Linked DNA regions of Zea mays: region 1 is linked to region 2. A link is a contact called in public Hi-C data. All regions are on one chromosome and are shown on one strand. The core of a region is the stretch at or near the end of the contact, and the rest is flanking DNA. Distances in the headings are between cores, read along the strand shown. Region 1 holds the start of LOC100382048. Region 2 holds the start of LOC100280974 (JAG).

Region 1 (5,854 bases), core at 3,021-5,520, 180 kb after region 2:
GCGTAAGGAAGGAGTCGACCAGGGAGGGGCTGCAACACGATAGTGAAGAAAATGAAGAATAAAGAACCAAAATCATGGTGGTTCCTCACCAGAAAAAACCCTTGCCGGAGTCGAGGATAAAATCGTCGATTGACGGTGAATCGAAGGTCCGATCGATGAACCGAAAGCATCGGGCGAAGCCCTCAACGAGACAAACACAACAATATCCTCGGATTTCGCCGACGACGCACAGATTGAAAGTAATTGCTCGCCGGAGTTGTCGTCAGAGTTGGAACCACCTCGATCTTCGGCGAGCAATTACGAGAGTTATGGAGCAAATGTGGAGAAACTATTTTGATATTTGGAAAGGCCTCGGCGAGAGGATTCCAGCCATATATATATATATATATATATATAGCTAGGGTTTGTGTAACACTCTAAAATCACATTCTGAATAAATTAGGAAACTCATTTCGTGATTTAAATAAATGTGTTTTCAAATAATATATTATCTAAAAGATTCTTATGTGAAATATCCTTTGTGTTAAAGATCTATTCTCCAAAAAAAATTAAGTTAAACTATCGCTTAATATAGAGTTTACATAAGAAATTATATCATTTTAAATAAATATGTGAAGATTATAGATTTATTTTATTGTACTTCTAAAATGGGGTTATGTGTTTGAATTATTTTCTTTAATAACTATTATTGTAAAACATCTTACATGAATTATTCCTACTAATTTTTATTTGCTTAAATGGATAAATTAATTATTAAAAATGCTTTGTATTCATGTTGAGTTTTTGTTTATTGCAATTTATCTTTGAAATAGAAATTTTAACTTAGCTATAAATTAGACTTGAATTTTAAATTTAAAATGGAAATCAGAAATTAGAAATATAAGCTAATATAATGGATCGATGTATGTTTGGTTGGTTTGTTTCTACATGACGTCCTTTTGGTAAAGTCGATACAAATTAGGATATCGTATATATATATTTAAGAAAATATTCCTTTCAGCTAGCGCATAACACCCAAAAGTTTAATTTAAAAATTTAAATAAAAATATAATCTAAGATTTATTTAAATTGAAGGTCTAATATGATTAGTATAAATTAACAACGATATTATTGGGATAAAAGAGATAAATTAGAGTTCCTAACAGATGTGATATGATTGTAACAGATAAGTATGAGATTAGATCTGTCAGTTAACCACCCACCTAGGATAGGATTGTAACAGATAAGTACAAGATTAGATCTGTCATGTAACCACCCACCTTCCAGCCTATATAAGGTCATGTTTGGTTTCTTTAGTCATCTAACTAAACTTTAGTTAAACTAACCCGTTTGGTTTCATTGACTAAACCTGACAAAAGAACATTAATTGGTGTGAATAATAACTGCATTACCCCTATTAATCAGTGGAACCTGCTGCATGTAGAAAGAGCAGAGAGTAAGTAAGGTAAAAATCCTACTTTAGTCTTTTTAGTTACCCCTTTGGTGACTAAAGAACTAAAGTTTAGTCACCCCACTTTAGTCACCCTGTTTGCTTCTTTAGGGACCAAAAGTGACTAAAGTTTAGTTACCCAAACCAAACGGGGCCTCAATACATGTAACCATAACACCTCAACCCATCAATCATATACTCATCTCTTCTATAGCCTCGCAGCAGCACTGGTACCGCCGCATCCAAGCCACAACAGCCCGACGTCAGCTAAGCTCGCAACCATAAGTCACTATGACCAGCTCGTCGAAGTTCGAGTTTCTCCCAAATGTAGGAAACAGGCATGCAATTTTAGCCAAATCTCATTAGCAATTTTTAATGTAAAAACATGATTAAAAATATCCATGCTAAGAGATTCATACAAGTAATTTTTGGCTCTAGCATTTAAATGAATTTATTTTTCCTCACTTGTGGTGGGTTTCTCGCGATTCTTGGGTGGTTTCATCCCGTCACGAGTGACTCTCCAAACACCTAGATCAACAGCCTCTAAGTAACAAGCCATTCTAGCACTATAATATGGGAAGTTAGTGCCGTGAAGTGTGGTGGCCTATGGGTATCCACCCCCTTTCTCTAAAAAGCGTCGGTTCTTTTAGCGGTGAAGCTAAATCGTTTCAAATGAGCCAAACCAGACTCTGATATCAATTGTAGGAAACGGTGACGCCTAAGAGGGGTGTGAATTAGTACTTCTAAAACTTTCTTTAAACTAGGCCACAAATAAATCCTAGAGCAAAACATATACAAATAATCAAACTAGAATGTGCAAACTAGGTTTTGTCTAAGTGTTGCTATCTCTACCGCAAAGGCTCAGTTTCAATCTAAACAATGTACCAAAAAGACAGGATTGAAACTTAAATACTCAATTTAAATGTGGAAGGTAAAGAGTAAGGTAGAGATGCAAACTCTCGTGGATGACGCCGGTATTTTTACCGAGGTATCCGGAACCACGCAAGGTTCCGATTAATCCTCGTTGGTGCCTCTACGCAAAGGGTAGCCCACGCGATGGCCAAGCACCACGATCGAGTAACTCCATAGAGAGATGCAGGCCTTCTCCACGCGCAAGTGGTGCTCCGCTTCCGGCTCCTCTCGGACGCTCCCCGTTGTCTCCACTATCGAGCTTCCGACCGAAACTTCGTGGGCCTCGTTCCTTCCGGTACACGGTGGTAGCCGTGACATAAACACGGTTGTCACGATCTCGCAAGACTCTCGTCCCACTCGATACAATTACAACAGCTCACGCAAGAGCCGAGGGGTTGTGTGTTTTTTCTAAACTCACTCAACTAACTAGGATTCACCTAGAGCAAACGCTAATGCGGTCTAACTAATCCAAGCACTTCGCAAAGCACCTACGTTAATCACCGAGTGATTCTATTAAGCATTTGGGTGTATGAGCACTTGGAAATGTATACGATATGCCTTGGTATGTTGCTAGGGCTCTTACACCTTCAAATGGTCGGTTGGATGATGTATTTATTGGCCCCAACTCAATTATAGCCGTTGGAGGAAAACTGCAGCTTTCTGCGGCACACCAGACAGTCCTGTGGTAGGCACCGGACAGTCCGGTGTCCTGTCCGGTGCACCACTAGTCGTTGGATCTGTCAGTCGACCGTTGGCTGTCAGCCTTTGCACCTGACAGTCTGGGCCCTCCTCCACAGTGCCACTAGGAACTAGTCGTTGGACTAATATTCCCTGGTGCACCAGACAGTCTGGTGTCCTCGACCTGACAGTCCACCAGTGACAACACTTTTCTTCGTTTCTTAGACTTTGCTTGATACTTGTTGATCTTCATAATGTCTTCATTTGATGTGTTGCTTTCCTCAATGCCTTAGTCCAAGTCACTTTAGCATCCTGTAAACTACAATTATAAACGCTAGCAAACTTATTAGTTCACAGGTTATGTTGATCATCAAACACCAAAACCTTTTGAGCCAAATGGTCCGAGACCCATTTTCCTCACACCCAACTCTAGCGACAAATTCGACGAGTAATTTCTCACCGTCCGTTCATCTTCTAGGGCAGCCCACGATGTGGCCCCACTGTGGCCCATAGACTCGACTATTGGGCCTCCTCAGTCGAGTTGTCTTTCCCGCCACCGAGTCTTCATCAGCTATCCCCTTCTTGATCCTCACATCGGCTCGGCTCGGCTTGACTCGTTGACAGACCAAACTCGACTCGGCTTGGCTCATTCATTCAACGAGCTCAGGCTCGGCTTAGCTCGAAATTGCCTCGCGAGATGGATCTTGATAAATAATATTGTATTATATAGTAATTTAATAGTATTTAAATGTGAAAAATATAATCATCATTTAACATTTTAAGTAAAATTATCTATTATCCATCTTTATTATATAGTTTAATTAATCTGGGACAACTGCTTTTTTACAGCCCTACTCATGAGCTTCGTACGACAGTGTGAAGAAGAGCAGGCAGCTTTTTTAAGCAATTGTACGTACCCATCCATGGTCGACGGAACCGCATCTATATCCACGGCCAGCTCATGTCAGCGTCACCGAAGTTGTTTCCAAACAAACAGAACCGGAAAGCTGCACCAGAGAAAAGAACGAGCTAGAAGAAAAGATAGCAGCCAAGAAGTCTCACAAGATCACGCCCGAGACAGCGAGGAAACGGAAAAACGGAGGTGTGACTGTGTGTTGTGAGTGACCAGAGCGGCGAGGAGCGGGGGCGGAGAGAGGACAGACGGGGTGCAGTGCACGCGACGCACGCGGCACCCTCGGCTCGCCGTTCACAATAAAATCCAGCCACGCCTGCGCATCCCTCGTCCTCGTCTCTCTCACAGCTGCTTTCTTCCTTCCTGTTCCTGCTCGTCGCCTCTCGAAAGCCAGGAGGAGTCTCGCCTCCCCCTCCTCGCGCGCGTGGCAGCTATGGCGATGGACGACCTCGCGGGCGCCTCCTCCTCCTCCTCCATGGCGGCGGCCGCCTCCTCCGACCCCTCGCACGGCTGGCAGACGGTGTCGTATCCCAAGCGCAACCGCAAGCAGGCGCAGCCGCCCCGCACCACGGCGCCCGATCTGGCGCTGCAGTCCAACGGCAAGCCTGGCGGCGTCTTCGACGCCGTCGAGAAGCGCTCCCAGGAGCGCCACCGCGCGCTGCAGCAGCAGCTCGCCTCCAGGGCGGCCGACCTCGACGACGCGCGGATCGCCGTTGCCACGGGCGCCGCCTACTCCGACGACGACGACTCCGACGAGGCCGCTGCCCCGCGCCAGGAGGGAGAGGTCAAGAAGCCTAAGAAGCCCAAGGTGAAGAAGCCGAAGGTGACGGTCGCCGAGGCCGCCGTCCTGATCGACGCCGAGAACCTCGCAGCGCACCTCTTCGAGATCTCGGTAAGGCCGCGTCAAACCTCTCCTCCCCGTCGAATTCCTGTTAAAAAAATGAGATCTTGTGATGATGGTCCGGATCAAGGTTTTGTCTTTTTACGGATCGGATCTGGGTAGGGTTTAGCGACGGATCTCGCTGGAATTGATGAAATTCCGACGAAATGCTAGGACGTACCGGGTTTCGGATCAAGTTGAACCAAAATTCTATCCAATATAGTACTGTTGCCTTGCCTGAAAGTCGGATCTTAGGATGTAAAGATGGATCTCGGGGAGCTCTGGGCTTTGGTATTAGGATTAGCCTGCAAAAGGTTGGTACACTTTCTGTTGTGTATGTATATTCTGATTATTTGTTCTGTGCAGGCATCGTACGAGAATCAACAGGACATTCAGCTCATGAGGTTTGCTGATTACTTTGGCCGGGCATTTGCAGCTGTGAGCGCATCTCAATTTCCATGGGCAAAGATGTTCAAAGAATCAACAGTGTCCAAGATGGTTGATGTGAGTTATCATATCACTAGATATTGTTCTGGAATCTATTTATGCATGTCATCATTTTTTTTCAGACTGCTTAGATGCAATTGCTGTCTGTAGGAGGTCTATTTTTTTAATGTTACTCTACTGTGCTGTAGCGCACGTAGTGATGCATTTGGTATTTATGTTTCACTCCAAAATTAGGAAAATCCATGCATTAAGGTCTTTGGTTTTTTATGCATGCGAAACTTTTTTCCAGATTGTGCTTAGTTGCAATTGCTGTTGATTGGAGGTTTATGTTTTAATGTTATGTTATTGTGCTGTAGCCGCACGTAGTGATGTATTTGGTATTTATGTTTCACACTAAAATTTGGAGAATCCGTGCAATAACGTCTCTGGTTTATATGCATGTGATCATTTTTTTCAGCTCATGCTTAGACGCAATTGCTGTTGATTGGAGGTTTATGTTTTAATGTTATGTTATTGTGCTGTAGCTGCACGTAGTGATGTATTTGGTATTTATGTTTCGCGCCAAAATTTGGAGAATCCGTGCAATAACGTCCCT
Region 2 (5,324 bases), core at 821-3,320:
ACACTTCTGTCTTTAATGTCGAAAACACGCATCATCTAATTTAATTTCTTGGCTCTTTACACTGACTTAATTGCATGCATTAACCACAGCGTGCGGTCCGCATCTGCTCAAGTGGACGCATTCACGTTATTATTTCTGCTGTGGCCACCGCAGCCGAAGCTGCAGTTGCAGTTAAGCTTGTCGGCCTGCACGTTCATAGCAGCAGCAGCAGCCCCCGCCGCCGCTGCTGCCGGCGGAGCGGTGAGTGGAGCTCCGAAGCAAGAGAAGCTGCTGCGGTGCGTCGACTGCATCAGTGCGTCACCGCCACCGGCGGAGACTGCGTGACCGATGACATAGTCGCCGACCGCAGGCTGACGAGGAGGGCCCGGGTACGTCGCCGGCGGGTAGCTCATCGGGTGCAGTGTGGATGGCGCCGTGTAGAGGTAATGGTACGAAGGCTGCGACGATAGCCCCGGATGCACCGGCCGGAACGGGAGACACGGGTCGCCGACGCTGCTGCCACCGGTGGCGCTGGCGCCTCCCCGGAAGTTTCCTCCCAATACGGTCGGTGGGGCAGCGCCAGCCATATTTACATCCCTGAAACTGTACCCACATAATTGCAACGTGTGTGAGAAATACTGACAAACCCTAATCAAAGAGAAGGCGCGATATGGTGATCTTCTGCAGTAGATCGAGTGAGTATATGCATGCTTTACGTCATCGTCATCTGCGCTTGCGCCCCGATGGCGGCGAGGCTCTCGTTGCCGAAGACGAGTTGCCGGGCACGGTTGAGGGTTTCAGTCTCCCTCTCTGGAAGAGGAAGCCCAGAAATCAATATTAACAAACCCATAAAATACAAGGAAATGTAAGCATTGTGTAATGAGCTAGGGCTATAGTGGTGTATGATCTTGCCTTGTCGATGGCGGTTCATATGGCCGCCAAGCGCTTGAGACTTGCCGAACTTGAGGGAGCAAAACCGGCACTCATACACCTTTGCAGCATCGTCTTTCCCTCCATCGCCCTTCTTCTTTATCCCTGTCCCTGAACACACATACATTGATATCAGTCCCTTATGCGCTACAAAGTGTAGAAACTAGAAAGTGACTAGAATCTTTTATCCTTGATATTCTATATCATTTATGAGGAATCCTTCGCATCAACAGACTTAGCATATTAGTTCTGCAAACTAGGTAGCCGGAAATATTAAAAGGACAGAACTTTTAAAAAGCTAGAACTCCATTGCTGTTCAATTGCAGGACTTTCTTTCATGACGCAACTAGAACTACTTCACCTTCAAATCGAAGAAGAGAATATTAGTGCTGTAGTTCCTTACTAACTGCATGGGAGCTTGATGTGGCGGTGGTCGTGGAGCTCTCTACCGCTTGCTTGCCGTACTCCTCCGGCAAGTTGTTCAGGTCCAATGGGCTCCCTACTTGCCTCCTGGAGTCCACACGCCATGGGGACGAACAGACAAAACAAATTAAGTTCTTGGCTTCTTGGCCGGCCGAGGAGCGACAGTTCTTTTTATGTATATATATAGAACGAATCACAATGTTAATGCAGATCCTATATATACACAAGCATGAGCATATAGGATCTCAGATATGATGAACAAGATGTGTGCAACTACTACAGTAGAAGCAGCGAGGAAAAAATGGAGTAGCAAAATTGTGCGTAGTACAAGAACGATCTTGTCATGTAGACAAACAAGCTGTTCACGAAGATCCAGATTCCTGCCTTTTGATAGCACAAGCTGATTAAGAGCTCAGGCGCTCAGCACTATGCATGTACTAGCAAACAAAAAAACACCCAAGAGAAATGGCTGATGAACAGGAAAAAGAAGAGAACACAACAGATATGCACACATAAACAGGAAGCGCACACACACAGAGAGAGAGAGGCAGACGACAATAGTGGCTCAGAAGAAGATATGCACAAGACATGGAGAAGAATAATGCAAGCACACCACCAGAAAAGTGACGAGGGGGTAGTTGTGGTTCTTACATGGTGGAGCAGCAGAGAGAGCAGGCCAGCGGGGAAGGAGACAGCTGAACACACTATGAGATGTGCAATGAAGATTTGGAAGGGGATTGAGGGAAAACAGAAGTGGCCGGAAGGGGATATATATCGGATGGTGGATTGGAGTTGTAGAAAGAGAAGGGACCGGGGAGCAGGTAGGAGAGAGAGAGAGATCAGTACTCGCAGCTATGGTACACTGCTGGAGTGCTGGTAGCAGGGAGCATGTGATGTGAGTACTGAGTAGAGTATTACGGTTTACTAGTGCAGTTTGATGGCACAAAAGCAAAAAAGACAACGCAGTTTCGTAGCAGCAAATGCATAGGGGAAAAGGCTGTGATCTTTAAAGTGTTGGTTTGGGGCGTAGAGGGAGAGAGTACTCCAGTACAGCTATAATGTGGGGAGGGAGAGAAAGAGAGTGGAAAACCTGAAAGTTCTCTATCAGTTCATCTGTGTGCTCTGCGAACAGCCGTCCCTTTCTCTCTCCTCTTCTACTAGCACACATTCACACGCACACACACCTATAGTCTGCTGCCCCCCGATCCCTCTCACAGCCTCTCTACACCTCTCAAGATGCTGCTGTGCTGAAAGCAGCTACTACTAGCAGATGTGATCCTTGGACTATGTGATGGTTGCAAATCCAAATGCTGCTGTATGCCTTGTAGGAGTATCCGGCCTTCTCGCGGTTCTCTTTCCTCTCCGGCCAGGAGCCCAGGAAGAGACCGAGCGAGAGAGAGTGTCTACAACTCCACATGTCTCGCCATGCATGTTTGTGAGACACTGAGACCGTAGCATCCACACACACCCTCTAGTCTAAGCAGGAAAGCCCCACAGGCCACAACACCATCACGCTCTTATCACCGCGCTGGAGTATGTGTTTTCATCCAGCAGCTACGGATGTGCTAGCTGGGGCCTCTCATCTCCTGCTGGCTGCTGCATGCATCATTAAATGGAGTAAGCTAGAGCTCTTCTCACAAACACCCCCTAGATCTTGCATTGCGAACGTGAATAAAACACAGACATCAGACATGCACATGCACACATACATCTGTACATGCATGTATAGGTGATAGACCTGTGTGTCCTTTGTATGCTTCGTTCTCCCTCATCCTGTGCTGGTGTAGGACATGCATGCAGCTCAGCTGAGAGGCAGAGAGAGAGAGATAGAGAGAGCAATAAAGACAAGGGCACCTCTTACAAAGCCCTGCTCCAGTATTTAGTTGAGATGGGCATAGAATGCACAAGCACAAGGGATCGAGCTATTGATCAGGCTATGGCCTAGGGCTGCATGCATGCTTTCTTAGCCTTTGAGCTGGGCTATACTATTGCTACATGGTAGCTAGCAAGTGCTGGTGTCAAGTACTACTCGGAGTTTAGCCCTCTAGAGGAGGGGGGACATGAGAGAGAAGTTATAAATATCATGTCATCTAGAACTAACAATGAAAACACTTGTATAAAAATAAGTATAGTAAGGTAGCATAGATGAACGATAATAGATTAATAGATGATACTATTTATTTCAGCTTCTAGTCATTAGAATCTTTTATAGATTATCAAACGTATAGCTTTTTAGCCTACTTTCATGAGAATCATTTTAGTCAAAACCGTCCAAAATCAACTTGAACACCTAATCGACCGAGTCGTTGCGATAATATGAAACCGTAACTTTCTGCATCTTAAACCATATGGACACTTTTATCTTACTACGTCCGTAATATACACAATACTTAGATTCTCTCCACAGCTAAATTATCATAAATGTTTCTCAGAAAAAAAAAGTTGAACCAAATAGACCCGATGTCACATCAGATTTATGGTGGTATAGAAGTAAGGAAAACATTACTAGTGAATAAATGTTTTCAGGTGAAACTCCCCCATGATTTAGGTTTTTTTTGCTATGGGTAGTATAGTATTCGAAATACATTACTAGTAAATAAATGTTTTTATGTGAGGAAAACACTAGATATCCAAGACGCGCGCGGTGGGCTCGGCTTTGTCCGCCCCTTGCTTGTTGTACAGTGCACAAAGAAGCCAATGAAGAAAAAAAATGGCTGCGTTGACTTTTATTCATTTTATTTTAAGGAGATAAAATGTCTCGCTTCTATAGTTCGTTGAACTTCATTGCATAGAGCTACTATATAAAACAGGCCTAAGACTTGAGAGTAGGAATAACACGAACTCCTGTACGTATTGACATGCACTACGAGTTTTAATTTCCAGCGCGCGCTCTCTCTCTCCTCTCTGGATTTAGTAAAGGACATATACAAGTAGAGGTCAGTGGCTAGCTTGGCCTGCCCATGCAAGGCCAGACAACGGAGAAGGCTGGTGCGTGATAGGAGGACGATGCACGGGGACCTGCCGGCCGCTTGCAGCAGGAAGAAGAAAAGATGGAGAGGGATCGATCGAGACATGCTTGTGACCCCTAAGTACATGCACGCTGCGGCGTTGTGACAGTTAATTTACTGCGGGTCAAGTCAGGGGAGCTGCAATATATACTGCGTACCCAGGCGGCTGCTTCAGGGTTCCTCGTGATTTGCTTCGCGTCTTGACTTTGATGATTTGATCCATCCGTCAGAGCTTGTAAAAGAAACTGGCGGTTTCTCACTTGTACAATTGACGGCGTTGCCTTTTTTGAATTTAAAGACGATCCTTCACTTGCATGAATGGTAGCACCTACTACTTCTAGAAAATGTTTTATTGACAAGAGACTCTTAGACCCACAGTACATGCATGCCAGTTAATTAGAAAAAGGCATGTAATGTCATAAGACTGTCTTTAGCGGATAGAGTAAAATAGGGGAGAATTTTTTAACACTGTTTGGAGAGTGAAATTTAAAATACGGATGTAATAGCGGATGAGATAGAGATAGCCTAAGCATGCACGACTACAATTCTCTTGGTGTGATATCAAAACAGCAAAGGTACTTGTGTTAAGCATGCATGGGGACCTAACATATAGCATCTCGTGTTGCTCCTTCCATTTTGGAGAGTGAACCATGCATGCGCATATCAGGCTGGCTGGTGCTTGCTCTGCATGGTGTGTGTCCACTGCCACTGTGCATGCATGTTATGGCAGTACCTGCTATCAATGCACTATTAGAATCATGTGCCACATGGCTGGCGCGTGCAGTACCGCTTTTTATGCCCTGTGTTGTAGCGTAGGCTCAATTAATTATGTCTAATTTGTTTTTTGCTTGTTCATGTTACTATTGTCACTATTATATATCGGTAAGACAATGTCTTCTAAGTTCTTACTGAGCTTTTGTCGTTAGTGGTGATAGTGCCCATTCGTCTCGCATCGCATATAATGGACTTCGTTCGATCACTGGC

The links. A called contact is a pair of places that touch in the nucleus more often than the background predicts.
Region 1: a Hi-C map of tassel shows a contact between it and region 2, with 2.4 times the contacts expected there. The contact joins the promoter of LOC100382048 here to the promoter of LOC100280974 in region 2. A contact is called at or near these places in 3 of 25 Hi-C or Micro-C datasets (ear, leaf and tassel).

The regions. Positions count from the first base shown.
Region 1 is chr3:23,427,990-23,433,843 of Zm-B73-REFERENCE-NAM-5.0, forward strand. It overlaps LOC100382048, which reads left to right and starts at 4,271. Exons shown (of 10, transcript NM_001394902.1): 1 at 4,271-4,824; 2 at 5,179-5,316. The coding sequence starts at 4,366.
Region 2 is chr3:23,249,811-23,255,134 of Zm-B73-REFERENCE-NAM-5.0, forward strand. It overlaps LOC100280974 (JAG), which reads right to left and starts at 2,071. Exons shown (of 5, transcript NM_001399073.1): 1 at 1,984-2,071; 2 at 1,313-1,419; 3 at 892-1,020; 4 at 696-789; 5 at 1-582. The coding sequence starts at 1,985. The coding sequence ends at 108.